Linked DNA regions of Sus scrofa: region 1 is linked to region 2. A link is a contact called in public Hi-C data. All regions are on one chromosome and are shown on one strand. Each heading gives the region's core, a stretch centred on a gene start, on an enhancer-like site or on the middle of the called end of the contact. The rest is flanking DNA. Distances are from core to core; before and after follow the strand shown.

Region 1 (3,341 bases), core at 122-2,621, 330 kb after region 2:
TCTCACTCTCCGTTTTTCCCAGAGGATGACATATACACAGAGGACTTCCACTTGCCAACTGATACTTTGTAAATTACGTCTTTCAGCCCGTATACTTTCCTCTGATCTTCAGACCTACATATCTAGCTGTCTGCTGAACATGCCTTGGAGATCACACCATGACCTCAACTCACCATCCTGCATGCATCCCTGCCCACACCACCAAACGAGACCTCTTTCCATCGTTTCTCACCCAGAGACGACCAGCACCAAATTCTGTCCAGTTTAATCCTCAATCGTATTCACCATTCTGATCTGAATTACATCCAACATCTCTTGCCTGCCAAACTATAATAGTCTCCTTTTCAACCATAACCCACCTATGAACTCTTAAATATTGCCCAAGACATACTCAAACTAAAAATTTATTCATTGTTTATCTGAAATTCCACTTTATTTGGGCATCCTGTATTTTTACTGTTACCTCTGGCAGCTTTATTATTAGCTATAATAATTTTAATTCAGTCAACTGAATAATCAGGTTGGTTCATGCCGAGTTAAATTTTTTCTTTACTGTTCATTTGATGAGCTGCTATGATTCATATGACAGTAACAATGTGCATTTAATTGATCCCAAATGATTAGTTCATTTTCCTGATAAATACCAATTTTAGGAAGTAGAAATTGATTTTACAACTCTTGCAAACATTTAAGCACACTGGACGATTTCAGCCCTACTGAGCCAGTATCCTAGAACTTGGGCTCCTTCGTGAAATTTCACAGAGTCTTAATTCAGTCATAAAAAGAAACAGATTTTAAGCCCCAAACCTTGTTTGAATTTTCAAAATAAGTGAATAGAGATAATCTAGCCCGTTTGAATGGTGCTGTACTAATTGCAAATGACATCTTCCCAAAAATTTTGCTCAGGCAGTTCCTGTTACAGGGGACTCTGGCTGTGTAAAAATGACAGGATGGGGACAGCTGCCTTCAGGGAATTCTTTTTTTGACAACCATAGGGAAAGAGATTTCTCCCTGGTGGCTTGGCCACCTGCCATGTGGATCCTGTGGCAATGCGCCACTATTTGTGATCTCATTTTTTCCTTGCAGTTATTAAGTAACCTGTAAATAGTACCTAATTTGTACTACCTTACAAAAGTTATACGTGTTACGAACCCACTAGGAAATGTAAACCAACTATAAAAATAAGGAGAGAAATTAATGGTTAATGGCACAGTTTCAAAAATTATAGTCATTCTTTAGTTTGTAGTTTCACAACTGATAGTTCTGCTTTTTATTACAGAATAATTATAAGTGGTTGTGAAACTAGAAAACTGAACAGAGTGTTTCCTCTTCCCTTTGGAAAATTTAAGGACGTGGCAGAATGACTTTAACTCACTTGAAAAGTGAGATAACCAACTTCCAGACATGGTTACATTGCTGGAGTTTCTGAAGACTGTGGTGGGTAACATGCCCGTCGTTCTGATGCCTCCCGATTGCGTTTCTGCAGAAGTGGGGAAAAAAAAAGACAGAGAAAGGAAAAGAAAGGATGTGCCATCTACCATCAGACATGAGGGGCATTTAATCCTCTTTGGGGAGTGGTCCCAGATTAACCTCCTGAGGGTCCTCTCATCCCTGCCACATCGTTTGGGGGGTGGAGTGCTGGGGAGCTTTTCCTAATGGGCCTTCTCATTAGAATTAACCCATGGACAGCATTTTAGAAAAAGTTCTCCTTCCTTGTTCCTTTGTTACTAGGCTAGGTAGGTGGATGTATATTTCAAGACATCAATTTGTTCAAAATATTCTTTACCTCAGCATTGGTAATCACTTGCCACTTGAGACTCTACCTTCCTTCAGTCTAGTAATGCCCTTTTGATAAATTCACCTCAAGACACAAGTTAGGTCACAAATTATGGACCATTTCAACTCAGCTTTTCTCTTCTTTTTTTTTTTTTTTTTTTTTTTTTGTCTTTTTAGGGCCACACCCACAGCCTATGGCAATTCCCAGGCTAGGGGTTGAAGTAGAGCTACCATTTCCAGCCGGCATCACAGCCACAGCAATGTAGGATCTGAGCCGTATCTGCGACCTACACCGCAGCTCACGGCAATGCAGGATCCCCAACCCACTAAGCAAGGCCAGGGATCAAACCTGTATTCTCACAGATACTAGCTGGATTTGTTTCCACTGTGCCACAATGGGAACTCTCTCAACTCAGCTTTTCTACTGCTGTAGTCTACTTAAGGTCCTTTAAGGTACAAGTGGCTTGTGTCACATCGCAGCAAAAAATCTGAGTTATGGAGTTGAGCTTGGAAATGCATGTGTGGCTGTGAGAGTGATTAAGATGGCATCACAGCCCGTGGTCCAGGAGCACCCCTCAGATCCCCTCCATCCTTCGTCTCGGGAGGTTTACCAAGGTGAATGGCTGATATCTCAATAGGAAGCCAACGACCACTATTAGCATGGAAAGCACCCAGCTGCTCTCTAATGCAGTTTTGTTCTGGTCAAATACAGATTGGAGAGTGAAGTTTGGGCTCAGATAGCTAAGTGAACGCCCCTTTTCCTCACGTCTGAATCTGAGATGTCAGTCTTGATTTAAGAAGGTAGAATAGAGAACCAGAAGACCAGCTACATCTCCAGACAGGTAACCACTGCCTGAGTTTCTGTGACATGTGCTGAAAGAGTAGATGTGTCTCATTGCCCCTAACCTTTCAGAGACAGTCAGTAACCCTGGTAAAAGCATGGCCTAATGCACTTCCTGGGTGCTGACCAAGCCATGAGCAGATGGGTCTTTCTTCCCTGGGGGTACTGAGGCAATAAGTAGAGCCGGTGAGCAGAGGCTAACATGTGCGAGGGTGGGCCAGAGTGTTTAATCCCCTCAAATGTCACATTTGTTTTCAATCTTCAAATTCAGTGGGGTTTTTTTTATCACTTTAATTTTTAACATAGTTTAGTTTGTTGCAAGCTTTCATAATTTAAATTTCAGTGGTGGGTATATATAATAATTAGCTCACAAAATTTCTGCAAGCTTAACAATTGGTTCTTGTGAGCCAGGGTGAGCTGGCTTCAGCACATCACTGCCAAAGCAATTTAAAAAAAAAAAATTATTGGCATATAGTTGACTTATGAAGTTGTGTTAGTTTTGGGTGTACAGCAAAGTAAATCAGCTATACATATACACATATCCATTCCTTTTCAGATTCTTTTTCCATATAGGTTATTACACAGTATTGAGTAGATTATCCTGTGCTATAATGCAGGTCCTTGTTAGCTCTCTGTTCTATATATAGTTGTGTGTATATGTCAATCCCAACCCCGTAATTTATTCCTCTTGTTTCACATTGCCCCTTTGGTAACCATGAATTTG
Region 2 (3,251 bases), core at 326-2,825:
GACTTTTAAAAATGGTGAGGGAGTTCCTGCTGTGGCTTAGCTGGCTAAGAACCTGACTAGTTTCCATGATGATGTGGGTTCAATCCCCAGCCTCTCTCAGTGGTCTCAGTGGGTAAGCATCCAGTGTTGCCGCAAGCTGCAGCTCACGTCAAAGATGCAGCTCGGATCTGGCGTGGCTGTGGCTGTGGCTGTGGCTGTGGTGTAGACCAGCAGCTGTAGTTCTGATTTGACTCCTAGCCTGGGAACTTCCACATGCCACAGGTGCAGCCTCTCCCCAGCCCCCCCAAAAAAAGGTCAAAGTCCTTTTCTGAGAGATTAATGTATATTTTGGTGGCTGGAGAAGAGAGTGAACGCATGTCACAATCAGCTCGTCTGCCAATCCTTCTTTCTCCTCCCATTCACTAATCCAGCAAACGTTTCCTAAATATCTCTGATTTTCCAACCTCCAGAGTTAATGCTAGGCTGCGTGGTGAGCAAAGACAGGCTGAGTCCTGTCTTGTGGTGCTTACAGCCGGGGAGGGGAGGGGGGTATTAATAAATAACCATGAATAATTATTCTAAATATCTCAATATAACAGTGGTAGAGGCTCTGGGGAAATAACTTGGGTTTTTAACACGAGAGCAAAAGCCATCAACTTGGCAGAAGAACGTGATTCTCAGGGCAGCCTTCCCGGACGAACTGACAACGCGCTCGGGTCTAAAGGGTCTGGAGACAGGGGTGAGGCACGGAGGAGGGCGCAGGCCCCTTGGCAAGACCGGGCCTGTAGTGTTCACATTTAAATGAGAGCAGCAGAGAGCCAGAGAGCCAAGGGGGCAAGAGGAAATGAAGCGGCAGAGGTGGAGAAGGACTATGCCAAGGTGGCACTGGGGAGCTCATAAAGCCCTTTCGAGAGGAAAGGAGGGGATGCGAGATTAGAACGGATGTTTTTAGAGTCGTTTTAGAGTCACAGAAAAACTGAGCAGCAAGGAAGGGGTTCCCATGTATCTCTCTCCCCCACTTACCCACAGCCTCCCCCAACGAGAACCCTCGCCTTAGAGGTACAGTCATGACAACGATGGCCACTGGGACACATCATTATCACCCATCATCCATAGGTGACATGAGACGTCCCTCTCGGTGTTGCATTCTCTCTGGGTCTCATGCCACGTGTCCATGAAGACAGAATTTCACAGAATAGTTGCCCTGCCCTAAAAATCCCCTGTGCTCTGCCTATTCACCCCTGACCTCCTGGGAACTTCTGGCAACCACTGAGTTTTTCTACTATCTCCAAAGTCCTCTGCTGTTACTCTAGCTGGAGTCACACAGTCTGTGGTCGTCACAGATGGCCTCTCTCACTTCAGAATGGACGCGAAACACACAGACGGACTTCGGTTTCACGGTGAAGAATAAACAGAGGGTCAGCGAGGGTGAGTGTCACGGTTTTTGCAGGGAAACCGCTGCCGAGGCTGCCCACAGGGCACTGAGGTTACGGTCGCGGGTATAAAAAGATCACAGTGTTTCTTTAGAGACACACTGAGGAAAACTGGTTAAGCTGGATATGAAGCAAGAAGTCAGAGGGGTTACATGTGACTCTGTGGTTTTTGGCTTGAGCAGCTGGTTGGATGGTGGTATCATTTTCTAAGCCAGAGACCGAGAGTGAGGGCGAGGCTTGCGAGAAACGAGCCTGTATTGAGTTGGAGATACTCCAGGGACGTCTCTCTCAGACATCCAGGTCGAGGCAACTGGATGTGAGAAGAGCCTTAATCTGGAGATCGGAATGCCATTAATGAGGAGAGTAATGGACCTATAGCACGGATGAAATTGTCTGAGGAGAAAGTTGTGAAAAGAAAAGATCAAAGTCAAAGACGACCACATGCAATGACGATATAAGAAAAGAAACGCTAACAGACTCAACTGAAAAGGCACAGTCCTCAGAGAGGGAGGAGAAAAACCAACACAATCAGGGACCTGCTATCAAAAAGCCCAAACTTTCCATCCCAGATGAAAAACTTATTATTATTTTTTTTTAGATGAAGCCAAGCTGAAAATGAGCTTTCTTTTCTCTGACCTCCTAGAAGACTCAGTGACCTGCCAGACATTGGGGTCAAACCCAGTGTCCTACCCCCCAATGCCCCTAACTCAGCATCGCCCCTAATCCTCTAGTCAGCATCAGCCGCAAAGCAATCATTCAGAGCTGCCCTCCGTGCAGCTTTTGGCTCCTACCGTGCTAGGGATAGTGCATGGCCAATAAATGGATACTCTGGTCCTGTATGTGCCACCGGCTTCATTGCCGAGGAGAGGTGTCCAGGCCCTCTTCGCTGAAATTGGGCCTGACTCAAAACCTACGAAACGCATCCTACGCAGACCATAAACCACCACCTTCTCTCCCTGCTTCGGGTCAGCTCTCGGAACGGCGTCCACAGCTCTCCCCTTTTTAAGGTCTTGTTTACGTCTCAGCCCATGTGTGCAGGATGGAGACACACTTTCTTGCCAGAGCTGGGCTTCTGGCAGGGAGGGCTGTCTGTCCATCACGAGCCCACGGCAGAGAACCTGGTCTGCGGCAGGGAGGTCCCAGACTCGGTCAGTCCAATCTTTTAATCCCAACTCAGTCTCCCCTTAGAGTAGGGTAAAAAGCACGTCTCGGTCAGTCCAATCTTTTAATCCCAACTCAGTCCCCTTAGAGTAGGGTAAAAAGCACGTCTCGGTCAGTCCAATCTTTTAATCCCAACTCAGTCTCCCCTTAGAGTAGGGTAAAAAGCACGTGTACACAGCTAACCAGAGGATTAACGGTCAAAGCCCACTCACTAAAGCGTTGTTCACTCGTGCTGTGAGCCGCTATACCTCAATTTTTAAACTGCCAAGGTAGGCGTTCAATATTTACATATCAGAATATTGTGTGACCTATCCAGTGTGACCATAATTTTAACTAACGAAACTGAACATCAGAACTTCTGGTGTGCCATTCTTTCACCTTGCTATTTCAATTTCACCATGTTTGCATCCTGAGCCTTAGTGTTTTTAGAATTTGGTGGGAAAATGCTGGCTGGTTTTCCCTAAGGGCAGAGAGGATTTTAAATCACAAGTAAAATACACAACACAATTCCTTATGATGTCAAAGTTTCAGGAGTTCCCATCGTGGCACAGCGGTTAACGAATCCAACTAGGAACCATGAGGTTGCGGGTTCGATCCCTGGCCTTGCTCAGTGGGTTAAGGATCCGGCGTTGCCGTGAGCTGTGGTGTAGGTCACAGATGCGGCTCAGATCCCGTGTT

The links. A called contact is a pair of places that touch in the nucleus more often than the background predicts.
Region 1: a contact with region 2 is called in a Hi-C map of liver, with 4 times the contacts expected there. The contact joins two enhancer-like sites. A contact is called at or near these places in 3 of 47 Hi-C or Micro-C datasets (embryonic fibroblasts and liver).

What each region holds. Positions count from the first base shown.
Region 1 is chr5:100,609,605-100,612,945 of Sscrofa11.1, forward strand. The region is part of intron 1 of LIN7A (protein lin-7 homolog A); the gene reads left to right. Among named protein-coding and RNA genes, the nearest start is that of LIN7A, 78 kb to the left of the region's middle. Within about 2 kb of position 1,372, at least 5 of the 83 cell types and tissues checked have an H3K27ac peak or open chromatin away from gene starts, as enhancers often do. A contact at or near this core is called in liver, where this site is marked.
Region 2 is chr5:100,284,071-100,287,321 of Sscrofa11.1, forward strand. The region is part of intron 13 of ACSS3 (acyl-CoA synthetase short-chain family member 3, mitochondrial); the gene reads right to left. Among named protein-coding and RNA genes, the nearest start is that of ACSS3, 140 kb to the right of the region's middle. Within about 2 kb of position 1,576, at least 15 of the 83 cell types and tissues checked have an H3K27ac peak or open chromatin away from gene starts, as enhancers often do. A contact at or near this core is called in liver, where this site is marked.